Linked DNA regions of Zea mays: region 1 is linked to region 2. A link is a contact called in public Hi-C data. All regions are on one chromosome and are shown on one strand. The core of a region is the stretch at or near the end of the contact, and the rest is flanking DNA. Distances in the headings are between cores, read along the strand shown.

Region 1 (5,348 bases), core at 1,439-3,938, 290 kb before region 2:
GACACAGAAATCTTATTTAAGTGCTTTATTTCCTCCATAATATAGGATCGTTCCAATAGCCATGCAATTAGGCTCGTTAAAACCAGTTTATTATATATAATGATACTAATTATGCTACACGGTGAATATCCCACTTCACTACTTGGCCTTTGCACGATGCCCAAAATTCTATGATTTTGAATATCTTAAAACAGCTGTCCCAGGAGGTGTTCCAGAAAGCTCCAAACCAAGATAAAGAGGTCATGAGAGGGGTGGTGGAAGCTTTTAGCAAAACATCAAAGGGGATGCTGAACGCAAAATATTACAGGAAGAATTTACTGCATTACACATGAAGAAAGGAATGTTTTCATTCCCAGCTATTCATACTCATGCGACTACAATGACACCAATTGATTGGTAGTCAAACTATGGCTCAGAAACACCAAACTTGGCAGAGGTGGTTTTAAAAGTTCTATCTCAGCTAATCAGCAGCTCCTCGGCTGAGAGAGTTTGGAGCACATATTCATATATTCATAAGGTGAACAGGAACAAAGTGAATTCCAAAAATGCAGATAATCTGGTCTATATCCATTTCAACCTTCGTCTTCAATCGAGTCATTTTGGGTGCATGGTCTCTGTGGAAACATAGAAATAGGTGTGTTTTTGATAAGTGTAACCCTAGCGCTGCGGACTGCGGTGGTGTTGGCAGCTGCAAGGGAGGAGTTAATGGGTTGGCGTATGGCTGGAGCCAAAGCGCTCTCTTTCTTCTATTTAGAAGAGGTGTCTTAGTTGTATGGGGTGTGTCTGGTGTTGTTAGGCAAATGACCAAATGTAACAACTATGTACCGGGGTTTTCTCCCCCTTTCTTCTTCTTCTTAATACAAAAATACGCAGCTCTCCTGCGTATTCAAGAAAAAAAAGAGTGCTACAAAGCAGGACCTAGTTACAGGTGGGATGCAGATCCAAATAACACTATCTTGGATGAATCAGGATTGAAGCTCGAAAGGCTACGTTGGAAGAATCTGCAAGACGATGTTGATGAATAGGACTGCAGCAGAGTGCAGAAGTCAAGACTCCAAGTCCATTTCCCATATTTTATATAACTATGAAATTATGTTTAATGTAACTCAAACTAAATTATCCAGTTTCAGACTTTCGGCATATGGAAAATTTGATGTCTTCATTTTATATTAGTAGCAAATTAAGTAGTGAACCAAAATCATTTGGATCGTGTATCAATCTGTTTTTAATTGTCCCGGGATCATCGACCCAAACACACAAGGATCGCGAGCCTTAATATGTTGAACCGATCCGGGAACATTGATCCATCGTACTCAGATTCATGTATCCAAATTAAGATTCACGTCCCGAAGAGGTATACACCCCTCGTACCGTACTCTTTAAAAATATTAAACCTCGTCCCTCGACCCGAGAACTTTGTGACTATGGTAAAAATCTGCACCATTGCCATTTATATAAAATAACAAGTGAACCAGAGAAGCCTCGGTAGCGGTCAAATGCTTACCAAATACCATATATGTTTCATGTTTGGTTACAAGCACGTCTGTTCGTTGAAAAATGTTCCAATAAAATGCTGTCTAATAAAGCATTTACTCTGAAAGTGAACATCCCTCATGTAACTACCATTGTTCAATTATATATAGCTGAAGATCTATCATATAAAGGCAGTGTGCAGGGATGAATTTCAGCTATGAAACCTATACTTACATGGCTCCAATATATATTATTTAACCTTCAGCACAATTTGCTTACGAAATACCTCAAACTGTTGGGAGAAATCAGTTGTGCAACCATAATGCATTGTCACAAACATTACTTGATATATAAAAGAGTCACAAAAAAATATACATATACTATTTCAGTAACAAAATATATGAATACCTGAAGTTCATACAGATCCATCCAACAAAAGAACTTATGATCTAAGTCCAACAGCAACACAGCAATACTAATGTTCACTAATGATGCACAATTCTCAGATTTGGCATACTAAAGAATCAGATAGATCCTATTGTCTTTCATATGATTAACCAGGTGCCACTGGTTGCCCAATACATTTTCAGAATACTGAATTTCAGGGCACCTGCTCCTATATATCCAACCATCACATTTAAAAAATAACACATCTGACAACCTCTCACGGAACACACAACATAGATCCAATGGTAGGATCACTTATCAAGGTGTGTGATCTTACCCTTCGATCACCCAATTCTATAAGCTATAAATAACAAGTGTATCATCAATCAGCTCCTCTGAGTAAATACAGCTTAGGATAAGGTAGTACCTCGCGGTCATCAGTGACCTTGAGCACGAGCTTCCCCTCGCAGTGCCGATACTTCATCACGTAGCGGGTCTGCAGACACACGCGCACAAACAGGTTAGGTAGGATCAGACACACGGAATGGAGCAGGAAGGAATTTGGAGAAGAGAGGGGATCGGGCGACGACGGCGTACGGTGTTGGGGTCGGCGCGGAAGAGCTGCACGGACCGCTCCACGAACTCGTCCCAGGAATCCACGTACACCATCGCTGCGGCGGAAAAGGGGAACGTGCGGCGTGGCCGGATCTAGGTGGGGCGACCTTGCGGGACGAAGAGGCCGCCGCGGGACAAATACGGTTTGCTTTGCTGCTCGTCTTGGCCGCGGCGTGCTGGACATGCGTGCCGCAGATGAGTATCAGGTCATCCGCCTGCCACAACCCCTCCTGGCCTTTGGCCACCGTTTTCTATGGACAAGGGTTTAATTTTACCCCAAAAAACGCCCACACAAAGGTTTCACGGCTAGGAAAATCTTTCCATTTGTAAAGTATTTTTTGTGTCATAAGTTAAAAAAAATATATTTGTCATAAAATAGATTCGTGCATTCACGAGGGCATAAAATAAAAGCTAAAACTATACATAATATACATAAATGAGGATTTGTGCCATGGTTGTTGGCTCCAAACCCACATTAACACATACTTTGCGAATATAATATAAGTCTCTTTGTGTTTTATATTATATACTCAAACACAAACAGAAACTAGCAACATACAGACACTTTTGCTAGTATTACATATAATCTCTACTGCTAAAAAGAGCACGCGAAATCATTTCACTGCTCTATCGTTTATCTGAAAGGAGAGTGACGTGTGATATAGCGAGGTTGGTGAGTGTAGTGGTTTGACACCTTTAGGTATTGTTTGGGAACTCCATTTTTCCAAGTGATTCCTATTTTCATAAGGGGAAATGAATTAATTCCCCTTGGAAAAGGGAAATCCCTTGCGAAAATAGGGTTCCCAAACTAGCCCTTAGAAAACCTAAAACCACTACCTAGCCCATCAAATTCACTCCACCCAAACCTATCAGCCCAACTATATGAGATGGAGTGTTTAAAGAACTTCTAAGATCCCCACATCAAAAACAAATGTGGATTCTCAAACTTAACCATCTTACGAACCCAATTGATACTTTACCATCTCTAGTGATCCCCTTCCTAGAGTATTGCAAGAAGGATGGTCACTTGGTTGAGTTTTGCTTTAGGAGAAAGAGAGATGAGTGGCAGGGTTCTGAGGTGAGCAGCAGGAACATGTATCACCTCTCTCATGGTATACATGTCCCTCATAGTAAGAGGTGTCCTGCTAGGTCTAGAGATGCTTTGTCTCAGATTGCTAGGCCTTAAGTAGTAAGACCATATGGTGGTCAAGCCCGGTGTGGTGTTGGTCATGTGCCATTTGACCAAAGACCCCATGGTCGAATTTCTTCTCATGGTGATCGCTACCCCCTATGGGACTCATGATGTTTGACGTTTTTTTATAACGCTTTTCAGGGGCAAATTCCACAACACTATTACTCTTCTCAGTTTACTAACCCTAGTGTTGTGCCATTTGCTCACCCTATGTCCCTCTATTATGTAGGACAAAGGCCTAGAGAACATATGGCTCATGGATTCTAGATGTTCGTGCCACATGACTAGAAACACTAGATGGTTTTCTAGCCTCGACCATGTGATCGAAAAGGAGTACATCACTTTTATAGGATAACACTAGCGGTAAAAGTTGTCTCTTATGGCACCATTCATGTTCTCAAGGATGTTGCATTGGTTTCCAATTTGCATTTTTAATTTGTTTTCTGTTTCATGATTCCTTGAGGGCGGCTTTGAGGTGCATTTTAAGAACAATCTTTATCATGTTTTTATGGAAAGGGAGATCTTATTTGTCGAATTTTCTCATTTGGACGAGTTTTCCATGCTTTTGGCCTTTCTCGATATCTTGTGGCAGGATCTTCCTCTCAGATTTGAAAGCGACATACGAGGTTAGTTCATTTGAGCTTTGATCTTTTGGTTCAAATAAGGTGGCGTTTGGTTCACATATTTGTAACGTAATGGGTAACTGATAACACTAAATCATGTTTGTTTAAGTCCAACCATAATTAGATACCACACTAGAAATTGATACAGGCCTATTCGAACTTATTATTGCCGATACTCGGGTGTAAATCATTACTATTACCATTTACGTTACATTTCTTGAACCAAACAGCACCTAAGCTCACTTGGCCTCATCTAAGGATTGTCCAAGTTGAAATATGTGAAAGATATTGTTTGTCACCCTTGTCATCATGGAAAGATGGTTGGTGCTTCACATCCCCTGGTCACTAAGGTGATGACCAAGAAAACTGGCAAGTTGCTTCATCTAGACTTAGTTGGTCAAGATTGGGTTTGTTCTCTTGGGGGTAAGTGGTATGTTTTAGCGATTGTTGATGGCTTTTCTCACTACTCTTGGTTGTCTATGGAGGCGTAGAATGAGGCTTTTTCTCATGCTCAAGATTTGATTCTTTGATTGCAAAATTAGTTTCCAAAGAATGCCAAGAGAGTGATCCGCGGTGACAATGGCACATAATAGCTTGCCTTGTGTCTAATCACATTTCCCTCTAAGCTTTCTTGAACAAAACTTCTTATGAGTTGCGATCTGGACGACCACCCAAAGTAAGCCATTTTAGGGTGTTTGGATGTAAATGTTTTGTGCTCAAATAGGTTAACTTGGACATTCAAGTTACAGTCTTCTGACATGATTTTCCTTGGTTATACATTACATTCTTGAGCTTTATCGTATACTTAATCTTGAGATTAACATCATAGTGGAGACTTGCGAGGTCACATTCGATGAGACTATGCCTAGTACAACCTTTGTCTTTGAGCATGTAGATCATGGATTAGGATGATCTTGAGCTGTCTCCATTGGTTGCCCTAGTCGAGCTAGTTTCCACTACTTCTGTTGATACAGCCAACATCACATCTTCCACCACTTATAGGATCTATTCAAGTTGGTGCTTGTTAAACATGTAGGGGATCAAGTTGTTTGAGGGGG
Region 2 (5,541 bases), core at 104-2,603:
GAAATTTAGGTGGGCGATCCAGATCGCGCGGCATCTCTGCGCGTCCCCCGGCGCCGTAATCCGACGTCGACGCCGACTTTTCCTTCATGGCGGCCATGTCAGCCTCCATGGTGGACATCTTGGTGGTGATGGCCCTAAGCATCTCCATCACGTCCTGCATGGACGGCTCGGCCATGGTGGCTGGTTGCAGGGCCGAGTCGGTGGAAGATTGGGGTGAAGGTGGAGGGCTGGTGTGGGTTGCAGCGGCTGTGGATGAAGGATTGGAGCGAGTGGGAGAGGATCGCCGGGATCGCGATACCAAGTTGTCAAGGGCGTCGAGCCCTTGGGTGGCCGGACCGCGGCTACGCAGCTCGTAGCCGTCGGCCGTCTTCTCCGGTGAGGTTATTCCCCTCAACCGTAGGCTTAACAGAGAAGAAGAGATTTGGGATATAATTCATGCTTGCCTTATTAAAAGAACCGCCTGCTTTATATATAGCCAGGCCAGCCAAACCAACTCCTATTTCTTCTCTATACTTATCTTCCTAAACAACTTCTTAACAACTTATCCCTATTTGCTAGCAGCGGCCAGCTCTGATCTGTTGCTGGCCGTGAGCTTATCTTCTAAACAAACCTCCAATTTTCTAGCTACTAGCAACTGCAGCTATTCCTGCGCCCTGATCTGCTGCTGGCCGACGCTCGTAGTGGTGATTTCCCGATCTTATCCAATGGAACCTGCGGCTGTTGCCTCTTGGGCGTGTTCAGCGCGCTCACGCGCACGCCGTATGTCACGGGTACGCCGTTGCCTGACGTAGGGGCGGCCGTACATGACATCGACATCAGTTGGTGAATTATCGAACAGCAACTACTATTATATTGTAAGAAACTGGAAAGACGATTCCGAAATCCAAGCACATGCACATTGATTTGTTCCTTTGGAGTTTAAATAACACCAGAATTTCCTTCGTTAAGATGTGGACTCCGGCCGGGCCATGAGCACCTGGAGCCGCCGCCTGCCCGCGACCGGCAGCGAGGTGAGGGAGGCCGTTCGAGCGGAGGTGGATAGGAAGCCCCAGGAGGCGCGGGCGGGATGAACAGGCGGCGGACCAAGAGAGGAGGAGGGAGGTCCGCGCGCCGGCGACGGACAGAATCCAAAATGGGTGGAAGCTCACCAGATCGGAGAAGTACTGCTCCGCGTCTTCTCCGTACCGGATCTTCTTCTTCAGCAGTTAACTACCCTCGGATCCGCGTCTTCTTCTTCAGAGGCGGTGGGTGATATAGGTGGCGACGGCGACGGCGACGTCGGTGGGTGACAGGATGAGGGCGGCGTCGGCTAGATCCAGAGGAGGAAGCGATACGAGGAGTGGAGGCTCCGCGTCTCCGCGGGTGCTGCCTGCCTGCCCGGCCTTCGGAGGCGTGAAAACCGGTCCGAACCGGATGATAATTCGGCCCTCTTTGGAATTGGGTCCACTCCAAAAAAAATGGTGGAGCTAGTAAAACAAGTTGAGATGGCTCCATATTTCAGCCCGGTGTAGTTTTAATTAGTTCAAAAATATTTTTAATCTAAATAATAAATAAAATGACTTATCTAAATGTTTTCTAAAGTCTTACAGTTTTAGCTCTACGATTTCCTGAAGCACCTAATTACCTGTTCCACCAACTTTACTAAATTTTTTAAAGTTAGAGTTATCACATATAGAGCCCAGGTGCTCCAGAAAATCGTAAAGCTAAAGCCACGAGAATTTATAAAACTTTTAGATAAATTATTTTATTTATTTTTTAATTAAAAATATTTTTAAATTATCTAAATTAATATTATAAATTATAGCTCCACACTAAAACTGGAACTGAAAGCCATTCCAAACACCCCCATTTCCCTTTTGTGTGCTTCTAAAGGCTGCTTATACCACAAAGGTGTTTTTTTCACACGGGTGCGAGGTGACGTGAGTCGGTCGGTTTTTGAGGCTTCCAAATTAAACTAGCTTAGAAGTGGATTAGCAGTGAATAAAGAATGTTTAAATGTACTAAGCTAATAGTTAGCTCGCGAAAAAACTGCTAGTAAAATTAGCTAGCTAACTATTAGTTAATCTTATAAAAGTAGTTAGTAGCTAAATTATTAGCTAGATTGTTTGAATACCTTTAATTAATTTTAGTAGTTAACTATTAGCTCTTGTAGTCTAGTGCATTCAAACACTCCCAAAGTTACAAAGCTGTGTAATACCCAAATAGTGAGAGCAATAGAAGATACAAGAAATAAGAAATATAAAAGGTTCATTGGATCACTTGTATTGTTATTCTCATCTTAGCATAACTAGGTCTATGCCCGTGCGTTGCTACGGGTACATTAAAATGCATAACAATGTTAGTGTCAATGTGCCATTATATAGGAACTAATCCTTAGTAATACTGCACTCTTGTAACCGAAGTATCATAAGACCAATACAAGCGGGTAAACTCAATAGTCGCCCAAAGCGAAACAACAAATTTGTCGCAAGCTGCCTACTGCTGGGCGCACTGCACCCTCTGCCCACCGCCTGGCACATTATCGTCCTCGTCGTAGGCCTCCTGGTGCTGCTGCTGCCGCCTCCGCATCTCCTCTTCGATGTTCACGTCGTAGGGCATCGTATCCTCACACTCGTCCAGCTCCATGTCAGTGTACTGTGATACTGGCTTGGGCGGGAGAACAACCTCTAGGGCCTTGCACTGCTCCGGGCTCAACGAGTCCGAGAACTCCACTGAGAAGTGGATGTACAGCTTGCCCTTTATGAAGGGCCTCTGATACATGGGCATGCCTTCATCGTTGATTGCCTTGAAAGAATCTGCACAAATTTAAAGTAATCAATGAGCATTGGCCAAATCACGAAGGCAGAATCATAATCATACGTCAGAATCACCCACCAGGCTATACAATAATTTTTATATAAAATATACGTGTCTATGTACTGTGATACTGAATGTAGTAGACTCGTGAGCCTCCGTCAAACTGAACCGGTTTCCGAGCTCGCCAGATACCCAAGCCGAGCCGGCGCGGCTCGCCATACCACCACCTCTACATGGAACTATGGATAGGGAAAAGTTTCAGGAGATACGGATGAACACATGAAGCTCATGTATCTTGTAGGGTCTCACTCACTGAGGTCGTCCAATATATAAAGAATAAATAGTCGTCCAATATATAAAGAATAAATAAAAAGAATACCATATTAGTTTTACTAAAAGGTAACGATGTAGTCCGAGAACTCCACTGAGAAGTGGATGTACAGCTTGCCCTTTATGAAGGGCCTCTGATACATGGGCATGCCTTCATCGTTGATTGCCTTGAAAGAATCTGCACAAATTTAAAGTAATCAATGAGCATTGGCCAAATCACGAAGGCAGAATCATAATCATACGTCAGAATCACCCACTAGGCTTCACAACTTCGCCATGGTTCAATTTGATCAGCATTTGCCTGTTATCCATGTGAGTCAGAACAAACTGGAAGCTACACAGAGATTCAATCAAGGTCAGTGTGTGCTCGTAGAAGAGGTCATCGCCCTTTCTCTTGAACTTGGGATGCTCCTTTTGCTGGAGAACAAAGATGATATCTCCAGTGGCAGTATCAGGCTGCACATGAGCACAAGATAGTTAGAACCCAAGGTTGCACACATTAGTTAGAACAGAAGTTTAGTTTGTGCCAGAGGAATAACTTTAGAACTGAGGACTAAGGAGTCATTACCGCTTCATCAGCTTCGCCAGGGAATGTGATCTTATGTCCGTTCTGCATACCTTTCTCAACTACCACTTCAAAAACTTTCTTCTCCGACACGACTTTATCACCTTTGCATTGTGGGCATCTATCTTTATCGCTGATGGTCTCTCCAGAACCCTTGCACTCATTGCAAGGATGTTGCATTTGCTGAATCATTCCAGGTCCCAACTGCCGGATTTGGACCTTGAAGCCAGAACATTGACAACCAGCACACCTCGACGAAGCTCCAGACTTGGAACCCTTACTGCACGATTACAAGCACACAATGAGATCCTAAGAATCTAATATAGAAAGCATACTGTAATTGAGTTTTTGGCATCCTTGTGTTGTGGATTCAGATGACCTACCCATTGCACTTGGAGGAGAGGACATTGCGGGACAGAGAGAGCTTCTTTGATGTGCCATTGTGCCATAATCAAGTGCTACACACAACATGGATTCTGGCAACCATATAAATGCCAAGGTTATTCTGACATAGCAATCGTGGATATAGCATCGGTTAGACAAACATATCATAAATAAAGAATTAAGTCTCATTTGCAGACAGTTCTGGTGTATATAAGCACAGACAAAAGATGTCTCTGTAACGGATTCTATTGAACAGAACACATGCCATTATCAACTGCTTTACAAAATTTATTTACATGTTCAAACAGGAGCGATTTATTACACTAAGTATTCTAGTTTAGGTACACTGAGCAGAACCAAATATATCTTCATTCAAAGCGACTATCATAATCACCATTGGCAGCACAGATCTTGCCAATATAATTAACCAGTGACTCATATGGACAAGATAAGAATTTGCAAATGGCAGTTACTGCGATGTGATTTGATCCTGTGAAGCTGAAGCATCAGTATCTGGTAGAACTATAAACTCTTTCTGCAGTTTCAGAAGTTTTGTTCAAAGCCTGAATGAATTATGAAACCGCAGCTGCTTCAAGCGGCGTGCCAGCAGCAGAGGACAAGGCCTCCCTACCATGCGGCCTCAAGAGCGACTCCCTATCGCAGGTGGCCGGCGGGTGTGGCTGGATCCCGCCGGGGTTGAGGTGGAAGAGTGTCTTGAAGTATCCTGCCATGATGGCCTCCATGTCGCACGATTCCAGAATGAAGTGAAATTTCATGACATTAAATCAACATATGTCAAATCCAGAACAAAAGACAAACCAAATAATTCTAGAAAGGAATCATTAGTTATGATACAACAAAAGAAACCAAAGACAGACCTTGAATTGGAAGTGGTCATCTATGCTTCAGAATGCGAAAGTAAGTCTCAAACAGAGCAGAAATTGTTTCTTTTTTATCCCTTTTCTCTCCTTCGGATCAAGAGAGAAGGAAATTGCTCTAAGATCTGCATCAACCTGCAAAAATACAATGGAAATGACTATACAAACTCACACAGCCTCCAAGTAAATAATGTCTTATCTGATGTTACCTCTTGTCTAGCTTTTGAGATCAGTTCATGTCTGGTTTTCTTCTTATTACTAACTGGCAATTGCTTTGGAACCTCCTCATTTTTGCCAATGTTTATTCCTCTTTGGTTTACCTCTTTCTCCTCAATCTCATCTTTTCCAATATCTCCATCAAATCTCAAAGACAGGAAGACCTACGATAAACATCCCAATATATAGTCAGCAATGATAGCATATTGATTCATGCTCAGTTTCTTTTAGAAATAAACTGCATGAAAACGGTACAAAATGAACATTATTAAATACATATGACAAATAAGATAGACGATAATCACCATAGCTTAATGCTATCAGGATGAAGCTGGCAATCATTGAGCTTCACATGATCTGCAATCAACCTAA

The links. A called contact is a pair of places that touch in the nucleus more often than the background predicts.
Region 1: a contact with region 2 is called in a Hi-C map of leaf, with 5 times the contacts expected there. The contact joins the promoter of LOC100216656 here to the promoter of LOC100381274 in region 2. A contact is called at or near these places in 2 of 25 Hi-C or Micro-C datasets (endosperm and leaf).

What each region holds. Positions count from the first base shown.
Region 1 is chr9:33,045,250-33,050,597 of Zm-B73-REFERENCE-NAM-5.0, reverse strand. It overlaps LOC100216656 (Signal recognition particle protein), which reads right to left and starts at 2,688. Exons shown (of 4, transcript NM_001143067.1): 1 at 2,458-2,688; 2 at 2,288-2,356. The coding sequence starts at 2,529.
Region 2 is chr9:32,754,774-32,760,314 of Zm-B73-REFERENCE-NAM-5.0, reverse strand. It overlaps LOC100381274, which reads right to left and starts at 1,353. Exons shown (of 5, transcript NM_001195849.2): 1 at 1,149-1,353. It overlaps LOC103639869 (dnaJ protein homolog 2), which reads right to left and starts at 4,818. Exons shown (of 5, transcript XM_008662555.2): 1 at 4,707-4,818; 2 at 4,075-4,141; 3 at 3,695-3,971; 4 at 3,384-3,582; 5 at 2,367-2,795. The coding sequence starts at 4,818. The coding sequence ends at 2,476.